Linked DNA regions of Sus scrofa: region 2 is linked to region 1. A link is a contact called in public HiChIP or PLAC-seq data. All regions are on one chromosome and are shown on one strand. Each heading gives the region's core, a stretch centred on a gene start, on an enhancer-like site or on the middle of the called end of the contact. The rest is flanking DNA. Distances are from core to core; before and after follow the strand shown. Region 1 overlaps LOC110260019 (a long non-coding RNA gene). Region 2 overlaps PRKCE (protein kinase C epsilon type).

Region 1 (2,700 bases), core at 37-2,536:
TGGAGTCTCTCTAGCACCACGGACACGCTCTTTCAGGACAAACTCGCTGGCTAGTCAACAATCGGCCACTTTTTCCTGATGAGTCAGTGCCTCGGCTGCACTGGAGCAGTGGACCTGGCCTGCACCAACCCTCATGGCCCATCCTTTCTCTGCCCAGACAGCCTACTTCCCCATCTGCAGTCCTTTGACTTCTCAGTTCAACACCCTGGCCCTGGGGAGCGAGCCTCAAGACTCCACTCCCAGGAGAACCCTCCAGGGGGCGCTCTCATCCCCAGAGTCAAAGCTGGGCAGCGAGACTGGGAAAAATGACTGGAATAGAGGAACTAGTTCTGTGACCTGGACAAAAAGGTAAGCTTCTCTGAGTCTGTTCCCTTATCTGTCAAGAGGAAGAATGATAGAGATTTTTGTTCCTGGGTCTATGTACCACTTAGGGTTGCAGGTGAGGTGAGAAGGCCGCCAGAGATGTGCAGGGGACCTTCAGCCTGCCACTAGGGGGCTCCCTCTCAGGGAAGGGGCGAGCCCTGCAGCTGGACTGCGCACTGAAGGGAGGGAGGGCAGGACTTCATGGCAGGGAAGGGGAAGGGGCCTAAAATCCCCCAAGAGTATTACCTCTGGCCCGAACCCCCGGTGTTTGGAATTCAGTGCACCAATCTTTCTCAGCTCCTGCTGCAGGTAAAATTGTGTTTGTGTGTTTGGGGCCCTGTGGGGAAAGGGAGGAACGGTGGAAATGCAAGCAGCAGTCAGGTGGCTTAAATGAGCCATCACCCACTACACACCAGATTTTTCACATTCATGGCCTCCTTTAACCCTCACGTTACCCCCCTTTTACAGACAAGAAAGCAGGAGCCGTTCCAGATGTTTCTGCTCCCTCCCGCCCCCGGCGTGGTCTGAGTGAACCCAGGGACAGGGACAGGAAGAGATGCTCCCCAGGGACTCTGGTCCTGGCTGAGTCACCTGGCCTGGATGTCCAGTTCACGCTACCTCTATGTTACTCACTGACCAAGAATATGACTTAATTCCCCGTGGGCGATACCACCAGGCATATAAAGAAATGGGTGATGACCGTGACACAGAAGCTAAAAGCCTCAATTACCCTTCGCAACAGGAACCGGGGACATTTTTATGAAGAGAGAAATTTTTGCCTCATAAATCGCACTTGTGAGAAATCCAGCCCACGCTGCTGGTGACCTTGTCACATCTTCCACAGCCAGAGGCAGCCCCACAGATGGCGGGGATCACCTCAGCCTCACCCCTGCCATTAAGCCCAAGTATGTGTTCTAGAGAGTGTATGGGGGTCAGCCAGGGCTAGGATGAGGCCAGGATAGGCAGCCGGAATGCAAGTATATTCCCAGCTCTCAACCTGGCTCCCTCTGTTGGTCTCAACTGCAGGGCATGGGCATAAGAAGAGGGTCTTTAAAAAGTCTTCTTGACGGGGTCCCACCCCCAGAGATTCTGATGTAACTGGTCCAGGGTGGGCCTGGGCACTGGGAGCTTTAAAAGCCGCCCAGGTGATTCTGATGTACAGCCAAGTTGAGAGCTTACCCCTACCCTGCCCTGCCAGTCGATGAATCAACAGCAAGCTTTTAGCAAGTGCAAGCTGGTGGGAGGGGGGAGACCAGAAACAGGACACAGTTTCTGCCCAGGCTCATTTACATGAAGCCATAATGCGGACTCCCCACACCCCACGGGCAACAGAGACCCTGTGAAGAGGCCTGGGTGCAAGCACCTGGGGGAGCAGCTGCACCTGATCTGAGCCCAGAAGCTTAGGCTGTCTAAAGGCTCCCACCCATGCACACAACCACTGCGTGCTCCCCCGCCCCCTGCCGCGGCGTCCTCACAGGCGCATGCGTCATCTCCGTCCCGCTTTCTTACTCCTCCGACCTTCACCAAGCAGCCTGACTGAGCACACCCAGCTGCCTGAGGATCCCCTTTTATTCCACGGACAGACGTTTGCAGACGACTTTGGGCACGGACTGAGCACCAGGACTGCAAGGGGCAGCAGGCTGGAAGAAACAAACACGGGCGGGCAACAACAAGGCTCCTTCAAGGACAGTACAGCTCTTATCACTGACAGGTAGAATTCACTTAATGCGCTGCCTCAGGAGGCGCACACAGAGGCTCAAAAGAGTCTCCAGCAACCTGTGTTCTTCTAATGAAATCGAAAGCGGGTTCCATAGCGTTCCAGTTACTCTTGGGTATAAATAAAGAGTCCCATTTTCTATAACAAAAAGTCAGTTCACTCGACTGTCAAAGCCATAAACGCTCCCAGGTTCAAAGCCTCCCCTTCCCTTGGCCAGCAGATCAGCCCTTAGGTGGCTTGGGGGTCTCAGGGTCCCGTGCTGACATTCCGGGGGAGACTCTGCATGCTCTTGAGAAGCTCCCCAGGGCTGGGGGTCCCTGGACCTGACAATGTCTCCTACCAAAGCTGACACTGCAGCAGAAGCCCTGCTCAACATCTGTTTATTCATCCAGTATTCAAGCTTCTGTGGGTTGTTGATATTTGTTTTAATGAAGGCATTTAAGGATATAAATTTTCATTAGAGCACATCTTATTTTTTGTATGTTTTTACTGCTCTCCCTACTCTTTAGTACTGATAAAATTATTAGATGTTCAATGAGCAATTTATACAACCCAGAAAAGCAGTCATTAATTCATTAAACAACTATTTAGCCAATGGCTCCTGCATCCTTGAAATGGTT
Region 2 (2,938 bases), core at 403-2,902, 800 kb before region 1:
TAGACCAGTTGATTCATGCTTTAGCTGATGGCATTGTCTCCTGGGAAGCTAAGGCACCCTTCCCCTATGCATATGGGGCTGGTGGAACGCTGCTGTTTCATTTCTCTTAACTCTCTCTTCTGAGACTGTATTCCTCCCTCCGCTCCTCACCACCCCCATCCATTTGCAAAGATGCAGCAGCAGCCCTCCAGAGATTCCCATTTCACAGACATTCCAAAGGGATGGATGAGGTGAGCTCAACCATTTAAATTTTGGGGTTTCCCTCGAGAGAATGAATGTAGGAGGAGCAGGCTGTGACCTAGAGGAAGCACATGGAGGTGGTAAGGGGCTTCAGGGGTCTGCGGGGAGAAGATATAGCCCAGTACAAGATTGGGCGAAGGGGAGGCACTGCTGAACTTCCTTTCCCGTGTTTCGTTGTTTCCCCTCTGTCGCGCCAGCACACCCATCTGAGAGCCGGCCAGGCTGAAGTCACCCCAAAGGAAACGTTGCAGTAATAAGAGTCACCTGCCTTTATTTAGATCTGGCTTTCCTGCCCTTCCTTTCTTTCCCCCCAAATTTATGAATGGAAATAGATAAGGAGAGGTTGAATTGGCCAAGGCCATAGGTTGCATCTTGATTTTCTGGTCTCTGGGAAAGAGGCAGGGAACCATCTCCAACTGGAAATCTTAGGCTTCTATTCATTGTACCACTTTATGTTACTCAGTACATTTTGTTCAAATGAATTGTGCAAATAAGTTATTTCTAGTGCTCAGGGCATAGTCTGTGAACTGATCTGTCTGTATCTCATAAATTTTCCATTTGGATGATCAGAGCAGGGCAGAAGTTTCTCGCTGTGCTATTAAGCTACAGGCAACTGTTGTCACTGGCTGACCCTGGGTTGTAAGTACGTGGGAACTTGGTGGAGGGCTTCACAGAGGGAAAGGAAGGAGTTAGCTCTGTGAAGTCTGCCTTTGGGTTGGTGGGGAGCTCTTTGTAAGTGCTTCTGTTTTAACGACTTTGCCAGAGTTTCATCTTATCCAGACAGATACACAGCAAAGGAGAACTAATTTGGGCAAGTAGAATTGGTGGTAAATCTGAATTTTATGGAATGTGTTCAAAGGGATGACAGGAGTTAGAACTGCTCACAGATCCCTGCCAGGTAGAGTTTCCGCAGGACCTTCTGTGATGGAAAAAAAAAAGATAAGGGTAATTTCGATTAGCACATTTGCCACATAGATGGGTGCTGTCGATGTGCTTAAAGATGTGTGTTTTCAATTACAAATGTCTGTGTGTTTGACTTTTAATTGGCTAAGCAATGTGCTTCTTTATGAAGATCCATTTCCGGTTTGCTCCTATTGAAGGTATCACAATCTCATATTTGAACAAATGCCAGACGGATGAGTGTCCTAGATAGTGAGCCCTTGTCCATCCCACTATTTGGCTCCAGCAGTGGTTTCATGAGAAAATAATGGTACTAAAGCTGTGGCTTAGAGCCCTGAGAAGCAGTTTCAGCCATGCCTAGGAGGCAGAGGTGAGAGGGTATCTCTCAGCCCAAGGCAGCGAGCTGTGTGCTCTCTTCAAGCCCTGCACTTCCACATGTTCAGATACTCAGATTTAGGCTCAGCCCACACGGTTCCAAATGCAGCCTCACATAGAATTGCCAAGGTAGACACGTCTCGGAGTTCCGGGAGAAGGATGGAGAATGAGCAGCTTACGTGGTGGAGGCACACATCTAGGAGATGCTAAAAAAAAGTACCCGCCAGAGACTGACTGGCTTTCATAAAGTGAGTGCACCAAACTTCCAGTTAGTTGAGCAGAGCCTGGGAGCCCAGAGTCCCTGGATTGCCCAGCCTCAGGGAGCAAGTTCACTTCTTAATAGTTTCTTAGCTCTCCTCCTACTTGGCAAACCGAGAATCTGACGCAACACAGAGGAACAGTAAAAGTCATGTGAATCTGGAAATATGCCCCCTTTCCAGGCATTTGTTTAGAGTTTCCTGGCATTGGATTGTTTAGAAGGCAGTATTGCAAGAGAATGCACATTTTTTACATAATACTGTGGTTGAGAGCAGGGTTTCCTACCAACTCCCTGATTATTTCACTAAGTAAGGAATTAGTCAGAAGGCCATTGAAAAATCTTTTATTTTTCTTATTCATGTGAGACTGTGGTGGTTTGCCTGTGCTCGATATCATTGATGGCTAGATTCCCCCTGTGGAATTCTTAAAAATAGGGTCATGAATGTGTATAAACCTTAGCTGATTTCTATCTAGGATGAGGAGAAGGTAGTTGGTTAGGGTGAGCCATTCATGTAATTAGCCATCTAATCGCTAAGCACCCGGGCTCTGTTAGGTCCAGGAAGGGATTCAGAAGCAGACCTCAGGCCGCTCAGAGAACCAAGCACATAAAACAGTGTTGAATCAGCTTGTCTGTGGTAATGGCACTCACCCATCTTGGTAAATCAGACAATGTTATTAGCTAAGCAGAACCAAGATCATATTATCTATATCTATCGATAAGTCTAATTATTCAGTCATTGTTAACTGACTGACTGTTATATGCAATCAATAAGATATTCTCTTAAGGACTGAGACAGTCCAATTGAAGAAGTAGGGTAGAAGAATAACACTGGGTTAAATAACCCTCTCTGCCTTCACAGTGTAAGCCAATGGCATAAAGATATAATGTACAGGATATGATTAATCGTCACATGGGTGCTTCAGTTACTGCCATGAATTCATAGGAGGGAGTTTTCTAAATACCCTCTTCCTTAGAAAAGGCATCACCAAGGAGGAAGAGAACAGGAAGTGTCTGATGCATGCAGAGGAGGGCCTTGGGGAAGAGTCGCCAAGACGTTTTAGGAGTGACCAAGGGCAAGGAGGGGTTGCCATGTGAAAAGAAATCAGCTCAAGTAGAAAATAGTGAGAGCGGGTCAAGTTTAGACTACCAGCCTGAGCTGCTCGA

The links. HiChIP or PLAC-seq counts read pairs in DNA pulled down with a chosen protein or histone mark.
Region 2: an H3K27ac HiChIP or PLAC-seq map of alveolar macrophages shows a contact between it and region 1. The contact joins two enhancer-like sites. A contact is called at or near these places in 1 of 47 Hi-C or Micro-C datasets (embryonic fibroblasts) and 1 of 2 datasets of contacts at active chromatin or transcription factors (alveolar macrophages).

Annotation. Positions count from the first base shown.
Region 1 is chr3:93,653,892-93,656,591 of Sscrofa11.1, reverse strand. It overlaps LOC110260019 (a long non-coding RNA gene), which reads left to right. Exons shown (of 3, transcript XR_002342725.1): 2 at 158-348; 3 at 832-2,700. Among named protein-coding and RNA genes, the nearest start is that of MCFD2, 34 kb to the right of the region's middle. Within about 2 kb of position 1,286, at least 9 of the 83 cell types and tissues checked have an H3K27ac peak or open chromatin away from gene starts, as enhancers often do. A contact at or near this core is called in alveolar macrophages, where this site is marked.
Region 2 is chr3:94,454,350-94,457,287 of Sscrofa11.1, reverse strand. The region is part of intron 11 of PRKCE (protein kinase C epsilon type); the gene reads left to right. Among named protein-coding and RNA genes, the nearest start is that of EPAS1, 200 kb to the right of the region's middle. Within about 2 kb of position 1,652, at least 23 of the 83 cell types and tissues checked have an H3K27ac peak or open chromatin away from gene starts, as enhancers often do. A contact at or near this core is called in alveolar macrophages, where this site is marked.